Linked DNA regions of Triticum aestivum: region 2 is linked to region 1. The links are chromatin contacts, called in public Hi-C maps. All regions are on one chromosome and are shown on one strand. The core of a region is the stretch at or near the end of the contact, and the rest is flanking DNA. Distances in the headings are between cores, read along the strand shown. Region 1 holds the start of LOC123053912. Region 2 holds the start of LOC123053929 (probable ADP-ribosylation factor GTPase-activating protein AGD11).

Region 1 (5,555 bases), core at 3,000-5,499:
CCAAATATATAGTAGGTTTGTTCAGGGGATTGGAATATTGCATCGCGTTTGCACCTTAACAGGAAAAACATGCATGATTGATGAATTGAACGGCCATGCAGGAAAGGACAAAGGGAGCAAAGGGTACCTGCAGAGTGAATCCAGACAGATGGACCACTGGAGCGCAGCCAATCCATGAAGTTCGGTCTGCATGTAACTTACTTTGAGTAAAAGATACGACAAGGACACCACAATGAAGCAGGAATACAGGCATATTACAAGGAGCATCTGTGTGACAAAATACAGAGGTTTCGTATCTGAACTGAAGCAGAGCATACAACGACATGATGCTGCTTACTTTTAAGTATCTACAGCAACTGCACTTGCATTCCTTCAGATGCTATGTCCTAACAAAATAGTCAAAACTAATATCCATAGTAGTTCTAGTGCAAAAATAAGGACTATATATGTACTCCCTCTGTAAAGAAATATAAGAGCGTGGATCTGCGTAGATGTAAATTAAATTGGAGATAGACCCAGCGCACAGATAGAAGTCGGATGGATCTGCCTAGCATGAAGGGGCAATTTGCTGTAGAGGACAGGACTTTCTGCAAGTTGTCCATGCTAGGTGCAGCAAGCTTTGTCACAAGGGTGCAATTTTATTGTCTAACGTACTCGAGCATAAAATGGAAGGGCTATGATGTGCTATTACTGTGATTCGGAACTAAAACAGCAACAATATTGGCTTTCTCACAATTAAAAAGAGTGCAGAAGAGAGGTCCACTTAATTACCACAAGCCAACATTTATTTAATGATAACATTTACCTTAAAGTCCGCAGCCTGCATCACTTTTTCATAATAAGGCAAAGCTTGTTTCAGCCTTCCAGCATTCATAAGTTCGTCACCTTCCTTCAATGCCTTAAACATGCAAAATATAAAAATCATTATCGTAAACCAAAGTATGAAAACATCAAAAGCCCATGACATTAAAGAAGTAGTAATAGGTATATCCATATGGATTAACACGGGGTTCAAAAGGAGAATGTGGCAATTGACTTCAAAACCTGGATATGATCTTAGAAAAGCAAAACATATTCATTAACAAACAATATCCATATGGTTTATCTCAGAGCAGAAGAAAATTAACTAATGCATATACTACACTGATTAGCTTGCCAAATCATCAACAATTTTCCAATGAGAAACTAGCAGTTATCCATGCTCTACAAAAAATTATTTTGCACCGATTATTTAATAACCTCCACCTGAACTTCCTTATTACCTATTATTCTGATTTATCACTAGACGGATTCTAATATTACCAAACAACATCTAATATTTTTCCTACTATACATCGCTGCCACCACGTTCGCTATCCAAAAAATGGTTGTGTGAATTTTATTGGTGCAGAGCCCGGAGTAAGAAGCTTCTATTATCTACAAAAAGGTTGCTAGCAAGAAAATACTTGGTTTGTTGATCAGAAGTTAATTCATGAAAAAATAAATATGTATAGGTTCTCTATTCAACCACAAATAGATACAGGATATCCTGCAAGTATACAGATACAAAGTGCCGATCAAAAAATTTAAAGGCTCCTCGATTGACACAGGAAAACCCACACATATAGTGTTCACGGGTACTTAATAAACAAACCACTGCCGGTTAATTTACATGGAATGATGTTTCAGTCATGTACCTTGGTGCACTCTGCCATTGTTTTTGCATCGAGTGTCTTGTTTTTTCCACCAATATATGCAGCTAGTAGTTCTCTGGTACGTTTATCTTTAGCTGCTTTCTCTTCAGCACTTAGGGTCTCTCCACCAAGGCTTATATTTCTTCCACCACCATACTAATGAGGAAGTAAGGAAATATCAAAACTGGGAAAAGGTAGCACTACTACGAGCCTATATTCCTAATTGAATTATATCAAATAAATTGCTAATGGTTTTACAAAGGAAACTATTTTGAAACATGTATAGAACAAGCCAAGGAAATGTGCAAAAGAGCACAATCACTACAGAATAAGTTTCAACTGTATTTCAGATGTTTTTCCTAGTATATCAATCAAACAAGAAGGAAGCAGTGTAGATAGCAAGAAAATTTTAGAAGTGTTTTTATCTTGTATTTCAGACATGGAAATACCTAAAAAATTGTTAAAAGTCTAAACCAGCCCAAATATATGTGATGTGCATTGCATAATTCCTACTCCTTATATGTGGTTCTTGGACAGTGGCCTAGAGCCATAGTGGATGATGTCATGTTGTCCTTAACAAGGCATATGAAATGTCCAGAACTAGAATCAAACATTGTGCACCAATATGACTGTTCAAATTATATTTTGTGATGAATGGTTATCCTGTAAAAACAATATTACACTGAATAATTTCCCATTTCGTCATAGTGAATACTTCCAATGGATTAACACTAAATATGCTGACCAGAAATTGTTTACAGTAACATTACCAATTTACCATGACTTCAACAAGTTTTTGTTCAAAGAGATAGATGTGCCTCCAGAAAATCCTTAGGTTCAGACACCGAAGTCAAGTCATAACAAATGGTTCTCACTTTCTCCGAGCAAAGTTACAAGAATATTCAGAGTAATTGGCACATAGATATTATGCATTTCATCGTATTCTATCATTCCACTCTAATCACTGCTCAGTGTAACAGCTGAAAGGGGGATAACCCGGTTCAAAGATAATAATAATTGCAGCATCCTTTAAAACTAGTGGGATAGGAAATTGTTTGATCTTACCGCCTTTGAAATATTTTGTGGCCGTGGAAACATTCCCCACGTTGTAACCCTGGGTTTGTAGGACTCTGAGTTTTCATCATCTTCAGGTTCAGTAACAGTTGAAAGCGGTGTTTCCTCAAGCTTGCTATCTTCATTTTGTTTGCCGTCTTTTGAACGCGAAGTTTCCTCAGACTCGCTAGCATCTACAGGTTGATTTTCAGTTGAACGACGAGACTTCCCAAATTTACTAGGGTCGCCAACTACTATCTCCACCTCAGGAAAATCTTCATTTGAAAAAGGATCAATTCCTTGAGACAGCCCTGGTGGTGGACCTTGATAACGTTTTTTCTCAAAGAAACCGAGGCCCAAAAAGTCGGTCTCATCGTACGCATACCCTCCCTTTTTCTTTGCCACTTTGCCAAATGCACCCTCTTTACTAGTAAACGTGCTTTGGCCTGCAAATAGAACAAACCATGGTAGCTATTGAAATAGGAAAAATAAAATAAAAGAATCAATTATTTGTGCGAATTTAAAGAGCAGTTAACTGTTAATGTGGGGGATCTGATATTGAAGCGATCAGTACTGGATTTTTCTTTTCTTTTTTGGCCAGTACCGAAACAAATTAAACGGCATCGTGGTTTGCTGTTCCAGAATTCAGATGATATGCCAATATACTTTTAACTCTCTGGCACAAACAGAACTGGAATCATTACAGAAAGATAGAGAAACTTTGCAAGTACCTCACCACAATGGCAAAGGCCTCCACTCCAACCAACATTTTAATAATCATGCTTTAAAACACCCTTAATCCTCAGCTCCGACCACATTTTCATAAGCAACACATAACGAGCGATCATAAGAACAGAATGAGGCTTTGACACCTCGATTTAGCGGCTAACACGCTTCTATTCAAAACACGCACCCATTTCCTTTTGATTTCAACAGTTTCTACTATGTCCTGATTGCAAACGACTTCTGCACCCTGCAGAGCGCGTCCTGAGACGACGCGAACCAACCAAGTTAGCGAGAGCCTTGGCGGCTCTACTCACCGAAAGTCGGCGACGGATTGAGAAGCGAGGAGCCGCCGTCCAGTCCTCCCCCGTTGCCGTTCCTGTACTCCAGCGCCCGCTCGAAGGCCTCCTTGCTGCCGCTGGACTCCTTCGCGGAAGGCTGCGGCGGAGGGGGAGGCGACGGTGGCGGTGGCGGTGGCTTGGGATCAGCCCTCTCCTTCTTGTAGGCGGCGGCGCGGGCGAAGGCGAGCTTGACGGGGTCGGTTGGCTCAGCATCCTCAGGCGGAGGCGGAGAGGAGGGGGACGCGGCGAGGGGGTGCAGGAGGCGGGGTGGCTTCGGGGAGAGCGTCAGGGTCTTGTTGGCGGCTAGGAGGGGTTGGCGGGTCGGGGTGGGACGGAAGGGGAGGCGGCGCTGGGAAGTGGAGGGGACAAGGGAGGATGCCGCGCCTGCTGCTGCCGCTGCGGCGGCCATTGCTTTGCGGCCCCGGCGGATCAGAGGTGCTTGGTGCCGGAAGCCGACAAGCCAAGCAAGCGTCTGTTACTTATCCGTTGTCCTGCGTGGCGCGGCAGAATTGACAAATTTAACCTCAAAGCAAAAATATTTACAAACTAAACTGTTTTTGAAAATATTTTACACTGCTGACTCTTTTATGCAGCTCCCAACAGTAAGGCGCTGCACTTTACTGTGCAACTCCTTACAGTTAGGCGCTACACAGTGTAGTGCAACTCCTTACAGCACAGTGTGGCGCCTGTGTGTTAGGCGCTGCATAGTAAGAGTGTAGCGCCTTGCTGTTGGGCGCTGCACATTAGAGGTCAGCTGGGTAAAATACTTTCAAACATAGTTTAGTTTGTGAAATAGTTTCGTCCTGAGGTCAAATTTATGTTTTTTGCCGCGTGGCGCGGCGAGTGAGCCGACGGCGCGGTGGAGTCTGCAGTTGATTTGCAGAATTTGTCTCTGAAAAAGGTTAAACACTTTAAGAAAAACATCCTCCAATGTATTGATAATAATAACCATCTGCACGACTACAAACCCTTGAAAGAATGTATTGATAATATCATAATAATAACCATCTTCACAACTACAAACACTTGAAAGAGTCACGCAGCTGCGTGGTGAGCACAAAGCGAACTATTCTTTCGCCTTTTACTAAAAAAAACACTTGAAAGAGTCGAAGGCGCGTTGCCCGCATCGAAAAAAACAAACCATATTATAATTAACAGTCGAGAGATTGTCATGCAAAAACCACAAAGCCCAACATATCGGAACAACGGTTTGTCACCGATGAAGAAGAATCTAAATCAAAAAGACTATACACGCAAACACACCAACGACTAAGATGATCGACTAAGCCTAGATGATTCCGTTGGAGACCAAGGCCGACCAGATCGAAACAGATCCGTTGGAAACACAACTCCACGCGACCTTTGTCGACACTCGGTGCATCATCAGAGCGGGGATAGGGTGGGGAGGACATTATTAACTTTATGACGTCGTCGCCTCACTATCCCGATCATGACACTAAAAGACCATCCACATGTCATATCATGTTTGATAATTCTCATTCTGTCATATGTTATGGACGAGATTTTGAAATATTTTCATAATGGTTATGTCATCTCTATTAAATTCAACTTGATTTGTGAATATTTTCTATAATAATGATTTCTGTAAATAGACATGCCAATGTCAGCATGGAGCCCAAGTCCACGCTGTAGGCCAACTGGCCAAGGCATTAAAACTTAGTTTGGTCGTGTCCCGAGCTAGGTGCACTTGACATACTGTTAAAGTTCGAGACCAAGGATGCATTTGGTTACCTGCATCGTTTTT
Region 2 (5,619 bases), core at 239-2,738, 230 kb before region 1:
AAGTACGGATCAGCTAATTCAAAAAATAAATAATAATAAAGTTATGCTCATGCTTTTTCTAATCAAAATATTGAGCAACTTCAGGGTACAAGTATAAAGTATTGGTCTTATGGATCGCAAAATGTGGAACAAGTCCAGCTAAAGTAAAATTGGAGACGAGAATACGACACAACAACAAGAACTACATAGACCCCATTGCTTACCTTTGATATGTGTACTCCAAGACTTCTGTGAGTTCCAGAGCACTTGATGCAAATGAACGCACCGAAAGGCAAAGCCCTGCAAATGCCCACACCAGTTAACGGTAGTGAGAAAATATTTGCATGGCCTGAATATGATGACGATCGAGCGTTAAGCATTTCGACATAAATTGTAGCAGCCAAAATTGGCATATGTATAGTGTATTTCCACCACGAAACAACACAATCCTAACGAAAACAGCATCAGACGTAGCAGATACAGTAGGAATTAGTAGGTAAGAATGTCGCGCATCTGAAAATTAGCAGACACTTACGCCCATTTTGGATCTGGCGTGCCACAATCTGCACAGAACTTGTTGGCAGGTTGGTTAAGTAGAGTTTCCAATCTGTCCCTTGCATTGGATGGATCTGCGTCTGTTAAGCATTGGAAGTGATCATTGGCAGGCCACATCATAATACAGACAAAGCAAATTTCATCATATATTCGGACGTGTCACTAGCAATACGAGCAAGAAATGAGATCAACGAGGATGGAAATGAAGGAAGGGGGTCAACAAATGTACTGCAGACAGATGAAGGGATAGGAAATTAGTTGTGCAGAGCGCAGACCGCAAAGGCTCAACGAACGTTGAACCAAAGCCTAAAATAAATCATGCATACGCCCCATCTATCCGAACCATCCACGTTGTATTTAAGATAAATCATGGATTCAAATTGAAATTTGCAGGGGCAGAATCACGACGCCAGGGAAAAAGAAAGAAAGAAACCTGATGTATCGGAGTGATCATCGCCGTCGTTTTGGGATGAATATCCACCGCATGTCCTTGGAAGGCAGAAAAGGAGCATCAAATCACAAATTCACATCGAATCCACATGTAGACATGATTTATGGGGGATTGTAAAAAATTGAAAAATAAAATCAGAGGGGGGAATTGCAGGAGATTGTAATGTGTGCTGCTCACCTCCTGTAATGAGAACTGGGTGTATCATCAAGAAAATGCAGGAGACTGTTCTCCTCGTCCATTCCCTCCTCCTATTCAGATCCTCGTGGCGACGCAGACAAGGACGTGGGCGTGGCGGCGGCCCATCACCACATTCCGCCGATGATGAAATTGTGGATTCGGAGCCCGGCGAGGATCAGATCGGTCGGAGGAAGAGACGGGCCATGGCGACGTCGGAGCTCCTGTCGTTTGGTCTTGGCGCCGTTCCTCGATCGTCGTCGTTTCTGTTTCTGTTTCTGTGGGGGGTGGAAGCGCGGTTGACCAAGAATAGAATAGGCGGTGAAGACGATGTGGACGCCCGAATTATATGCTGACGCACGTGCCCAATATATGTCTGAATCCATCCATCTTCGTCTACTAACTCTGGCAGCATGTGAAATCTCTCAAAAAAAAAAAAACTCTGGCAGCATGCATGCACCGCCGGCATGACGATGATCATTCAGTTTGATTTACTCCCTTCGTTTCTAATAGGGTGCTTGCATACGTTTTAATCTCATGACTAAAAGTAGTGGGACTAAAACTTGCTAGCCTCACCCATGCTTGGATCTAAATACTAAAGAGACTAAAATCAAGTTAATGGGTATTTATTATCCTTCAAACCCTCCAATCCACAACTCGCATGTGTTAAAGGAGAGGAGTTAAATGAGGAGAGAGAGGACTAATCCATATTTTAGTAGGGGTACCCCTGACTAAAATATTTTAGTCTCAAGGCTAGTTTTAGCCCCTTTTTAGTCAGGGGTGCTTGGAACTTTAGCTTCTTAAAGAGACTATTTTTAGTCAAACTAAAATAAGTTCCTTGGATCCAAGCACCCTCTAAGTCTTTTTAGAGATTTCATTATGGACTACATACGGAGCAAAATGAGCGAATCTACATTCTAAAATATGTCTATAACATCCGTATATAGTTTGTAGTGAAATCTCTAAAAAAAGCTTACATTTAGGAATGGAGGGAGTACTTTGTTGTGCTCATGCTACGCCAAGACACTTTGAGATTTGGACTGCTCTAAGATGATCATAGCGTGAGGAATCTCGTGCGCCGGGTTCCCGAAAGCAAAAGCAAAGAGTTCATCCCTTCTTTCCAAGCTTGACATTCACAAACATTTCGGTGAAGTGCTTCAAAAAAGGGTTTTCCAAGCAAGTTTAGATCACCGCCCTACTTGGCGCGTACACGTATTGCTCTCACCCCTCCTCTTCATCATTGCAATTGAACCCCTCCGACAACTTCTTGAATTGGTTATAAGAAGGGGCCTTCTCCACAAGATTAGAGGTTGTGCCACCTTAGTGAGAACCTCTCTATACGCAGATGATGTGGCGGTGTTCATGACACCCATCAAGAGAGACATTGATAATCATTCTGTCATCTTGAAATGGTTCAGTAATGTCACAGGCCTTTATACCAACTTCCACAAGAGCTTCGTCGTTTCAATTGGCTGCGGCTACCTCTTGCTGGACACAAGAACTTCCTCCCTAATGAGATACTTGGGTCTTCCTCTATCCGTTTGGCAACTAAAGAAAGTGGATTAAAATTCCTTGAATACAAGGTTGCGACCAAGCTTTACTCCTTCGGAGGGCAAGACATCACCATCATTGGGCGTACCATGCTTGTTAAGTCCGTGCTCTCCTCCCAAGAGATTTACTGTAATACATCATTCCATTGAGCAATCTCCACAACACCAACAAGCTTGAGCATGTCTTTCTTTGGTCCGGTTCAAACAAGACTACCAGAGCAAAGTGCAAAGTCAATTGGGACTTGGTATGTTGGCCATTTGAACGAGGGGGCCTTCGCGTGCTCAACACCGAGAAATTTGTGTGCGCTCTAAGGTTAAGATAGCCATGGTTTGAATGGATGGAACCAACCAAGTTATGGGTTGGAATGAGAAATCCTTGTGACGAAAAGGACCCTGATCTCTTCTATGCCTCCAACATCATCACCGTCGGTATTGGTGCGAAGACTCCATTTTGGGATGCACCTTTGGTGCATGACCGGAAGCCCAAGGAGATCCCACCTCTCATCGATGGGGCACCCACAAGGAAAAGTTGGAAAGTGAGGGAGGCCCTAAATGCAGTTGCTTGGGTCTTCAAAATCAAGATTTATGCGGTCTTCTCCATGGCTCATATTTGCCAATTCATTGCTCTTTGGGCGCTCCCATGCGACTTCCACCTTGATGAGGATGCCGAGGACGACATAGTTTGTAAGCACACGGATAATTACCACTACATGGTGACTTCCACTTATTTCGCATAATTCATAGGAACTTTCTACTCTCCTATGGAGCACACGGTTTGGAAGGCTTGGTCTACGTTCAAGGTCAAGCTCTTCGCTTGGTTGGCCATCCAAGATAGGAATTTGACTACTGATAAATTAGCCAAGTGGGGTGGTCAAATTGTGCTCCTTATTCCCTATGCAAGAGGGAGCAAGAATCTAGGATGCACCTCTTCTTCAAGTGTCGCTTCACCCTTCCCTTATGAAACTTGGCAAATGAGTGGCTCCACCTTGGGAGCACTGACACGCCCTCAACACTTAGAGCGCTACATCAAGGAGTGGTGGATCAATTTATCCGGCAAAAACATCCGCAATAGAAAAGTTATAACTTCTCTCACAATGCTCATTATGGCCCTGTTTTGTTTGGGCTTATACTTCAGCTTTCGTAGATTTTTCACTTTGGCCTAAAATCCAAAAAAAAACTCCTAAATAGGGGCTTTTGGCTTTGGCTTTTGGATTCATAGTGGAAAAGCTGCAAAAGCCAAAACAAACAGGCCCTAGTTGTACTATTTCGAGTGAAAGGAGCATGCAAGTCTTCCAGCACAACAGCACTCCAGTGCCAATCTTGCTCAATAACATCAAATGCAAGGCTAATCTTTGGGTTAGGCACAAGAGCACTCCATTGCCAATCCTGCACAATAACATCAAATGTGAAGCTAAGCTTTGGGTTACCACATGAGCCAAAATTTGGGAAAAATAATACCCGAAGAGTAACAACTTTTGTGTAATCTGGTCACTTCTAAAATAAACTCTATTCTCTTCTTAATTAATGGACGACTCCGTTTGCAGTCTTTTTACCATGTATTGTTTTTTTTTAAAGATCCAGCAAATTGCTGGCTTCAATTAGATTTAGCAGAAAGCAGCGGAAGAAACAACATGAGGAGGATCCGAAGATCAAAGGAAAAAGGAAAAGGCAGCCCTATTAGCTGCAGAACAACACTACACTTACAAGACGGAACGCCATCCGTCCACCGCAAGACAACGCAGCTCCGACTCCGGCGGAGAAACTACGGAGAACAAAACAAGGTTGGCGTCACAGGAGATCGCCGAACGGACCACATGTCGCTCGTCATCGTACGCTACCGGAGCCCCGCACCACAGCTTCGACTTCACAGCAACAAGCAGCCGAGGTAATCTCACGGACAGTCGGAGAAGAGCCGACTACCATGACCAAAGCCATGCCTACGACAACGCTCACCACCGTCATCGTTGCCACAGAAGTCAAAACCTCCCTCATCGCCGGACACGACCAAGCAGCACGAACAACATCCTCCATCTATCACTGGTCCCCCTGGCCGGTAAGGAGCTCCTGAAACGATGCCCCAAGAGGCGCGACATACATCGCCTTCATCGTCCGATCCCATGGGATCAAGGGTTTCCCTCGAGCAGCCTTGCGTGGTGGAGCGAGCAGGAATGCCTCAGCGACGCCTTCAAGAAGGAAGCGGCGCCCGCAAGCGTCGCCGTCGCCTGCCCAGCCCAAAGACTGGCAGCAAGGTCTTCACCCGACGCTGCACCTCCAACCACCAACCCGAGCCATGCCACCACCGCAGACACACGCCCGACGGCCGTTGGCCCCACGCTCCCAACATCCGCCGCAGCCACCAGATCTGGACGCCGGGGCCCAGGTCTCCATCGCTGCCGCTGGTCCGCGCCGGATAACCGCCAGCCCCTTGCGCCCGACGGTCATCGCAGCCACCTCGCAGAACAGGAAGCCGGGGCCCGATCTTCCTCACACCGCCCTCTGGAGCCCATCGGGCCGACGACCGGCGACGCGCATGAAGAGCCCATGCGCCGCCGAACAGCTCGCTCCCGCCTGACCCCTCTCATCCGCCGCAGCGCTGACCACGACCCCGCACCGCGGTAGGCACTCTGCATATCCAGCTGGGGCTCGCCCGGCGCAGCGCGCCCACGTCCCGCGCGGCCACCGCGCGCCCAGCCCGCAGCTCAACGCATCACCACCAGCCTCGCCTCGCCGCCCGCCCAGCACCAGAGCAGAGGAGCTCCACCTTCGCAGCCCACCGCCGGATCCCGCGCCGTACGCCAGATCCGCGCCCTGCGCGCCCACGCCTAGGCGCACCGCGCCTCCGTGCGCCGCCTCGCCGGCCAGCCGCACCGCCCCGAGCACGCGCAGCCGCTCGAGCTCCCGCCGAGACAA

Evidence for each region. A called contact is a pair of places that touch in the nucleus more often than the background predicts.
Region 2: a contact with region 1 is called in a Hi-C map of leaf, with 4 times the contacts expected there. The contact joins the promoter of LOC123053929 here to the promoter of LOC123053912 in region 1. A contact is called at or near these places in 4 of 5 Hi-C or Micro-C datasets (leaf and an unstated tissue) and 1 of 1 datasets of contacts at active chromatin or transcription factors (leaf).

What each region holds. Positions count from the first base shown.
Region 1 is chr1A:428,149,072-428,154,626 of IWGSC CS RefSeq v2.1, reverse strand. LOC123053912 reads right to left here and starts at 4,249. Exons shown (of 7, transcript XM_044477534.1): 1 at 3,767-4,249; 2 at 2,739-3,172; 3 at 1,677-1,829; 4 at 806-898; 5 at 128-186. The coding sequence starts at 4,199.
Region 2 is chr1A:428,374,850-428,380,468 of IWGSC CS RefSeq v2.1, reverse strand. It overlaps LOC123053929 (probable ADP-ribosylation factor GTPase-activating protein AGD11), which reads right to left and starts at 1,488. Exons shown (of 9, transcript XM_044477558.1): 1 at 1,163-1,488; 2 at 968-1,023; 3 at 515-614; 4 at 204-279. The coding sequence starts at 1,224.